Linked DNA regions of Pan troglodytes: region 1 is linked to region 2. The links are chromatin contacts, called in public Hi-C maps. All regions are on one chromosome and are shown on one strand. Each heading gives the region's core, a stretch centred on a gene start, on an enhancer-like site or on the middle of the called end of the contact. The rest is flanking DNA. Distances are from core to core; before and after follow the strand shown.

Region 1 (4,087 bases), core at 304-2,803, 200 kb after region 2:
AAGTCTCCCTGTCCCCGGGAGGTGCGGAAGGAGGCAACAGACGCTTGGCCCATAGGTGGAGCAATTGGCGAAGGCTTCGCCCGACGCCGGAACTGCGAGCTCTCAGCGGGAGCCGAGACGGTGCAGGGCCGGAGAAGCACCTTCACTCCCAGCCTGCGCCCCGATGCTGCGCGTTCTGTGCCTCCTGCGCCCCTGGAGGCCCCTTCGGGCCCGCGGCTGCGCTTCCGACGGGGCGGCCGGGGGCTCAGAGATCCAAGTGCGCGCCCTGGCGGGTCCGGACCAAGGTAAATGTGCAGTTTCGGGGCGGCGCATGACGCGACTGGGACTAGGCCGGAGGCAGCGGGGGGCCGGCAGGTGGGCCGCTCAGTGCGTTGAAGGATTCGATCCCCAGTCCCTCCCTCCCAGTTCTAGGCGCCCCAAACCGCTCCAGGCCCGAGAGGTGGGCGGCAGCCTTAGTGGCTCCCGACTCTAGCTGGGGGCGGGGGGCCTCTGGCAACCTCGGTCTCTTCAAAGGCCCTTTGGGGTCTTCCGACTGTGTGGAAGGGGGAGCGGGGTCCGCACGGGTAGGACTGGGCCCCGCGGCCCCCAGGCCAGGAGCGTTCAAGTGCGCGTTCCCCTCCCCCGCCAAGGGTCCTGGCCCGGTTCGGGGGCGGAGGCAGCGGAGCCAGTCCCAGTGCCCAGTGCGGCAGCGGGCAGAGTGAGGAGGGTGCCTCTCCAGCCGCGCGCCCAGCCCTGGGCCGCTAGCGAACCTTTGCGTCCTTCTGGCTCCAGGGAAAAGTTCGCTGTTTCTCCGCCTTTTGGCCAAGATCAAGGATAGTATGGAGCGGGGACGAGGGGTGGGGGGCAAAGTTCGCGGGTCACTGGCAGAAAACGCCTCTGATCGCGTGTTGCGTTTTTGTTGTTGTTGTTGTTTGAACTTCTGGAGCATTCAGTGGTGCTGATAACGCTCCTCAGTCCTCTGCTGGTAACCATCAGGGCTAGGCGCTTCTCCTGCCTTGGGTCTCCTCCCCGCATCTCATCCCCTGTCTCCTGCATTTGATACACAGATGGCATTGTACTGTACATTTCGTTGTATTGCTTCCTTTTTTTTTTTTTTTAACAAAAGTTTATTCTTAAATGTACAACAGCTCCAAGACAACACTTAATTCCAGCCATAGGTGGCAAAAGATGTTATGGCAGGGAATAGAGAGGTTTAAATACTGATGAAATAAAGGGTCACCATCTCCTTAGGCACAGGGAACACCTTACTTTTTGCCAGATTTCTTAATTCCACTTGTGGCCAAGGGCCCCTTCCCCGTGGCCTTCCATTTTAGCTCCTCTAGTTTCTTCTGCTCCTCTTTTTGTTTCTGCTTGAAAGCCTTATCTTCCTCGTCCATCTCCTTGGCCTGCTTCTTGGGCCGTTTCAGTGGCTTCTTGCCACCTTCGTGGCCAGACATGGCGCCTGCCGCCCCTTCCCCAGCAGTATTGCTTCCTTTTTACTGGCTTGACACCAAGTTTGAAGGGGGGCTTTGCCATAAAATCCAGTTCCTTGCTCCCTGCTGTTGCCCACTGTTCCCAAGTGTGCATCTACCACCTTCAGTGGACACGGACAGGCCACCTAGAGTCCCACTGCACCACTTGGTGAGAATTTCCTTGAACAGTTAATATTGCTGAACCTTATACCCCCAATCTCATGCTTAGTTCACTACCCAACTGGCAACAGCTCTTAAGACAGTCAAGATTATTCTCCCCACTTTACAGATTAAAAAACTGAGGCACAGAAGGTTAAGTTATTTGAACCAGGTCTGATTTCAAAGCCTGTGTTCTCAACCATTAGGTAATCACTGGCTCTTCTAGTAATTCAGTGACTCAAAATACAGACTTGTACATCTGTAAACACATAATTATCATGGGTTAAAGACCTTTAGGCTCACTTGCAAATATCGGGAATCATTTTATCCAAAAAATAATGACAAGGATCAGCAGATTAAGCCTCTGCCCCTGCCAGAGGGCTCAAAGGGCAGGAAAAGGCAGTGAGAGAAGGAGAGACAGAAACCAAGATGACAGTGCAGAGGAGGCATGGGGATGAGATCACACACGGAGCCCTCACAGGGAATGAGTTGGGGTCATTTGATGTTCATATAAGAAGCTGCAGGTTCCGCCTTCCACTGGGGCTGATGGCACAAGAGCACTGTTACATTTTACCTGCTGCCTTTGAGCTTGAGGTTGGGTGGTAAACCCCTCTTCACTGTTCTTAGCGGCTTTATTTCTCATAGAGTCATGTGTTGCTTAACAACGGGGCTACATTCTGAGAAATGCATCATTAGGTGATTGTGGTCATTGTGGGAGCATCACAGAGTGCACCTACACAGTCCTAGATGGGGTAGCCTACCGCACACCAAGGCTACATGGTGTATAGCCTGTTGCTCCTAGAATACAAACCTGGACAGCATGGTACTGGGCTGAATACTGTAGGCAACTGTAACACAATGGTAAATGTGTATCTGAACATAGAAAAGGCACAGTAAAAATACAGTCTAAAAGATTTTTTAAATAGTGCACCTGTACTGGGCAGTTACCATAAATGAAGCTTGCAGGACTGGAAGCTGCACTGGGTGAGTCAGCGAGTGAATGGTGAGTGAATGTGAAGGCCTAGGACAGCAGGGACTGGTTTGGCACCAGGGACTATTTTCATGAAAGACAGTTTTTCCATGGACTTGCGGGCGGACAGATGGTTTGGGGATGAAACTGTTCCACCTCAGATCATCAGGCATTAGATTCTCATAAGGAGCTCACAACAACCTAGAGTCCTCACATGCACAGTTCACAATAGGGTTCGCACTCCTATGAGATTCTAATGCCACCGCTGATCTGATAGGAGGTGGAACTCAGGTGGTAATTCAAGCCATGGGGAGCTGCTGTAAATACAGATGAAGCTGCTCATCTCCTGTTGTGTGGCCCAGTTCCTAGCAGGCCACAGACTGGGATGGGTCCACAGCCCGGGGGTTGGGGACCCCTGGCCTAGGACATTACTGTACACTACTATAGACTCTGTAACACTGTACACCTAGGCTACACTAAATTTGCTTTACAAATGTTTCTTTCTTCAATGATAAATTAACCTTAGCTTACTCTGTTTTTATTTTATAAACTTTTTAATTTTTTCAACTTTTGACTCTTCTGTAGTAACACTTAGCTTAAAACACAAACACATTGTACGGCTGTACAAAAAATGTTTTCTTCTTTAGATCCTTATTTTATAAGCTTTTAAAAATTTTAATTCTTAAACTTTTTTTATTAAAAACAAAGACACAAGCACACACACGAGCCTAGACCTATCACTGTCTTCCACCTCCACATCTTGTCCCACTGGAAGGTCTTCAGGGGCGATAACGTGCATGGAGCTGCCATCTCCTATGATAACAATCGGGAATACCTACTGAAGGACCTGCCTGAGGCTGTGTTACACTGAACTTTTTTCTTTTTTTTTTTTAATAAGTAGGAGTACACATGGCCCAGGCCAGGTACAGTGACTCACCTGGCTCACTCTTGTAATCCCAGCACTTTGAGAGGGTGAGGCAGGCAGATTGCTTGAGCCCAGGAGTTTGAGACCAGCCTGGGAAACATGGTGAAACCCCTTCTCTACAAAAAAATACAAAAATTATCCAGGCATGGTTGTGCATACCTGTAGCCCCTGCTACTCAGGAGGCTGAGGTGGGAGGATGGCTTGAGCCGGGGAGGTCAAGGCTGTCCAATATCAAGGATTCCTGATATTTGAAAGTGAGCCCAAAGGTGTTTAACCCATGAGTGAGCCATGATCGTGTTACTGTACTCCAGCCTGGGCAACAGAGTAAGACCCTGTCTCAAAAAAATTAAAAATAAAAAGTAGGAGTATATTCTAAAATAATGGTAAAAATAATATTGTAAATATATAAACCCAAAACATAGTCATTTATTATCATTATCAAGTATTATGTTGTGGGCCTAATTGTATGTGCTGTGCTTTTGTATAACTGGTAAAGCAAGCTAGTTTACACCAGCCTCACCACCAGCATTTGAGTGTTGCATTGCGCTATGATGTTATGACAGCTATGGTGTCACTAGGCAA
Region 2 (4,347 bases), core at 1,664-4,163:
AGACTTCCATGCTCTCCCTCCCTTCCAGTTAGAGAATTCCTACTTGGCCTTCGAGGCTCCATCCAGCTGTGCCCTCCTCTGGGAGGCCCAGCCCAATGCCCGGAGGGCTGGCCCTGCTCTGGCGCTCAGTCACAGCTACCCCCACCCCCGGGTTGGTGTTGCTCTGCTGCTGGTCTCCCCACCCGCTGGCCAGAGCACCAGGAAGAACACAGACCCACCTCATTCCCTTCTGAGCCCCACAGCACCCAGTGCAAATGTTCAACACCGGGCAGGGTGGGCACATATCTCAGAGCCTGGGAAGGTGGGTGAGGTTTTGAAAACTGTGCTGCCGCCCTTCTCTGTGGAGAACCGCTGCACTGGAGAGAGGCCCACAGGACAGCCTCGCCTGAGCCCCGTGCGGGGCAGACTCCAGGGGCCCTGCTGGTGCAGGGAGGGGAGGCAGGAGACCTGAGTTCCTCTGACTCCTCATGATCTTTGCCACATGGGCAAGGAAGGGGTGGGGGATTCAGTTCACGTGGAGTTGGAAACTGGACCTGGCCCTGATTACCTTAGGGAATGCAGCCTTCTTGGTGGAGAATGGTTGAGAATGGCCAGCAGTCTGACAGTGAGCTCTGAGGGCTGCAGCTGTGGCTCCTCCAGCTTTTGCTTTTGATCCAGTTCAAGCTTGTCATTCTCACAGGGCCCAGTGGAGCGCCCTCTTGGCACCCAGGCCTGGGAAGGAGGGACCTTCAGAGGGCAGCAGGGCATGCCAGGGTAGCAGCACCCACCGCCCACACTCTGAGCCCCACACTCTCTCCCACCTTCCCTCCATGGAAATCAAGGTGGAGGCAAAGAGGTTTGGTCCATGTGGCTCCAGAGGGCTGGCTGGGCCCAGTGTGGCCCAATGCTCTTCCCCGGAGGCAGATTTCATTGTGACACCAGGAAGGACTTCCTAATAAGCATCACGAGCTCATAGTGGAGGGGCTGACTCAGAAGGTAGTGAGTTCTCTGTCCTCTGAGATATGCAAGCAGAGGTGGTGGAGGAATTTCTGCCCTTGGGAGGGTGTGCTGAGACGAGATGGCCCAGACTTTAGCTGAGTGGGAGTCTGGGCATGCTGCCTCAGGCCTCAGGAGGAGTCGGCTTGAGTGTGGGGCTTTGGCAGAGCTGTCTGGGAAGCATGACTTGGAGCTGGCACTAATGGGCATGGCACTGGCTGTCAGCTGTTGGGCCTGCCTTCTGCTCAGGGGAAAAGAAGAGTAAGCCATGATGCTCAGATGGACTGAAGGGACCCCTCTTGCCCGCAGACCCCCGAAGCCTCCTTCCTGCGGCCTGTCTGGTGGACTTCCTGCAGCTGCATCCCAGGGCCAGCTGGGGAGAGCCTCTGTGGCTAGGTCAGCCGAGGCCAGAGCCCAAGGACTTGGCTGCAGGGCTTGGGGCTCCTCACTGTCCCTCAGGTCCTCCCACTGCCAAGAGGTTGTGACTGGATGCTGTCATGCTAGCAGACTAGGGCTTGAACCCACTTATTGTGTGACTTTAGCAAGTTGCTTGCACACCTCCAGTGACTGGGAGGTCACCACTTCTCAAGGTAGTTCCTGCCAGAGCAGGACAGCTCTGCCAGAAAGTTATTCCTGGTGCTGAGCTGAGAGCCCTAGGGCTTTTCCCATCACCCCCAGCATTCCCAGGTCTGCTCCGCTCCGGACCACACAGCACCTGCCCCCCAGCCCCCCAGCTGCTCCCCGCAACCAGGCACGTGCCTCTATCACCTGCTGCCTACCCAGCTGCCCTCTACAGGACACACACACCCCGCCCCGTCCCTTTCTCAATGAGTCAAAGCAGGTCTGCAGCAGCCTCCACCAGCCCCCGGGCTTCTGAAGCCACAGGCGGGGGGCCCACCAGCCCTTTGGCAGCCCCGCGTCCCAGGTGACTCACCAGCTGGCAGCAAACAAAGCCCAAAGTCCCCTCCCCACGTGTGCAGCCACGGCTCAGCCTCCCCCTCCCACCCCGGTGTTTGTGCACTCCAAGCTGTGGAAGCCAAATGCGGCCCAACACATGTCTGTGTTCAGGCTCATTGTGTCAGAATTGGCCCGTGGTCCCAGTCTGCTGGGGTCTGCTTGGATTCCCAACTCCCTCATCCAGCACATTAGCTGTTCCTCCCAGCTTCCTGTCCTCTACAAATCTGCTCCACATGCTGTCGGGGGCCTTGGCCAAGCCATTGATTAAAATGACCAGAAAGGAGAGGGCCGAAAGCAGAGTCCTGAAGCTGATCTCTAGACACCCTCTCTACTGCCCAGGACATTCAGCTCCTTGTCCCTTCACCAAGCCCCCATCTCTTCCCAGATTTCTGGTGCCAACTGTCTCGATGTCACACAGACACACAACACCATGGGCATTCCCCTAAGCCCATCCGGGGACCAAGGCTGGTACTGGTGATCTGTTCTCAGGAAACCTTCAATGGCTGCTCAGTCACCTGGGCACACAAGTCGTCCTTTTCACGTCTGATCTAGAATGTCACCCTGGTTCAGCATCACACACATCAGCAACCCTGCACCCAGGCCTGTGCCAGACCTTGGGTTCTAAGGACCTAGAGCCAAACTAGACTTAGCCTTGCCTTGGAGGAGTTCCAGTCTGCTGGGGCAGGTGGTCACAGACAGACAGTGAAGACAGAGGAAATTATAACAATTGAAATGCAGTGCGTACTTATCACATGCCATGTACCACTCCAACCCAAGATTTGGCCTCACAGCAAACCGGCATCATCCCCACTCATCCTCAGTGGAAACTGAGGCACACCCAGGCCCAGTCACATGCCCAAGGGCTCCCAGTGAGTGAGGGATGCTTACGGGAGCTTCCTCGCCTTGCCTAGGGCCAGGGCGGCCTTCAGAGGGCGGTGGTGCCTGAGTGGAGACTTCAGAGCTGAGCAGCATCCATAGGACAGGAAAGGAGAAGAAGGCGGGGACTGGGCTCCCGGCACTCCGTGACAGCCCGTCCTGTGCCAGGCGCTGGGTCAGGCCCTGGGGATTCGGGTTGAGCCCACTAGCAGGGTGCTCCGTAACAAACTGGGAAGCATAGGGTGCCCTGGGGAAGTGGGTGAGATGGCTGCAGTCAGGGAAGGCTTCCCAGAGGCAGTGATGTCTAAGCTGACCCAGGGTTGGGGACATTGGGCCAGGGTTGGGGAAGGGATGGTAGATGGAGAGTTCCAGGCGGGAGGAACATCCAGTGCAAAGGTACTTCCAGGAGCAGAGTGGACGAGGAGGAGAGCGGCCCAGCCCCAGGGGACCCAGGGCAGGGAAGGAGCTGGGATGGTTGCGGAGGGCAATGGGGAGTCACCCCAAACTGGGGGAGGGGCATCCGGCAGCTGGGCAGCCTGCAGGCTCTCTTGGCTCTCTCTGTAGGGAGGTGCGACTACAACTTCGACTTCGTGGGGGCGTGGTTTCTAATCCCTCACCTTTGTAACCAGCGCTTGGCAAATGGCAGAGCTGCCCCGCACCTCCCAGTGTGAGATGGGGTCAGGAGTCCCACCTCAGGGGTTGGTGCGAGAACCAGGGGAGGGTCAGTCAGCAGCCTTTTTCTCCTTCCACGGGGAGCCTGGCAGTCTTTGCCTCCCTTCCCCCACCCCTGCAAGTGGAGCAATTACCAGATTGAGACAGGCTGGGCCTCCCCACTGCCTCTGCGGGTTAATGTCTCTAATCACTGCAATCTCTTGATCCGCAATCCCTGGGCTCTGAGTGGTGGCCAGATGGCTTAGGAGGGAGTTCCAGCCTCCAGACTCCCAGAGGCTCTTCCCTGGGGCCCTCAAACACCGCAGGTTCTCCCAGGAGCACCCAGCCAAGCGTGGAGTGGGAGAGAGGTGGTTGCCTATTCTCCCCTCACCATAAATCACAGAGCCAGAAGGAATGTTTGAAGTCATCCTCATGGAACCTCCCACTCTATCTGGAAGCCTCCATCTAGCATCTCAACAGGTGGCCATCCAGGATCCACCTGGATGCCTCCAACAATGGGAAGCTCACCACCACAAATCTGAGGCTCATTACCACGGGCAGGCTGTGAACTCCGAGATTGAACTAAAAAGGCTTTACATGGGCTGGATCACATTAAAATCATAGTCAGCTGGGCTGGGTGGCTCACACCTGTAACCCCAGCACTTTGGGAGGTCAAGACAGGAGGATCATTTGGGCTCAGGAGTTCAAGACCAGATTGGGCATCATCAAGATACCCCCATCTCTACTAAAATTTTTTAAAAATTAGCCAGGCATGGTGTTGAATGCCTGTAGTCTCAGCTACTTGGGAGGTTGATGTGGGAGAATCATTTGAGCCTAGGAGGTCAAGGCTGCAGTGAGCCGTGATCGTGCCACTGAGCCCCAGCCTGG

The links. Hi-C and Micro-C count contacts between places; a contact is called where the count stands out from the background.
Region 1: a contact with region 2 is called in a Hi-C map of induced pluripotent stem cells, with 1.9 times the contacts expected there. The contact joins the promoter of LOC112204401 here to the enhancer-like site in region 2. A contact is called at or near these places in 1 of 7 Hi-C or Micro-C datasets (induced pluripotent stem cells) and 1 of 1 datasets of contacts at active chromatin or transcription factors (stem cell-derived excitatory neurons).

The regions. Positions count from the first base shown.
Region 1 is chr1:178,075,993-178,080,079 of NHGRI_mPanTro3-v2.0_pri, forward strand. LOC112204401 (translation machinery-associated protein 7-like) reads right to left here and starts at 1,554. Exons shown (of 1, transcript XM_054667199.2): 1 at 1,083-1,554. The coding sequence starts at 1,436. The coding sequence ends at 1,245. ECHDC2 (enoyl-CoA hydratase domain containing 2) reads left to right here. Exons shown (of 11, transcript XM_016918473.4): 2 at 56-284.
Region 2 is chr1:177,870,733-177,875,079 of NHGRI_mPanTro3-v2.0_pri, forward strand. The region is part of intron 2 of SLC1A7 (solute carrier family 1 member 7); the gene reads left to right. Among named protein-coding and RNA genes, the nearest start is that of SLC1A7, 21 kb to the left of the region's middle. Within about 2 kb of position 2,914, at least 4 of the 24 cell types and tissues checked have an H3K27ac peak or open chromatin away from gene starts, as enhancers often do. A contact at or near this core is called in induced pluripotent stem cells, where this site is marked.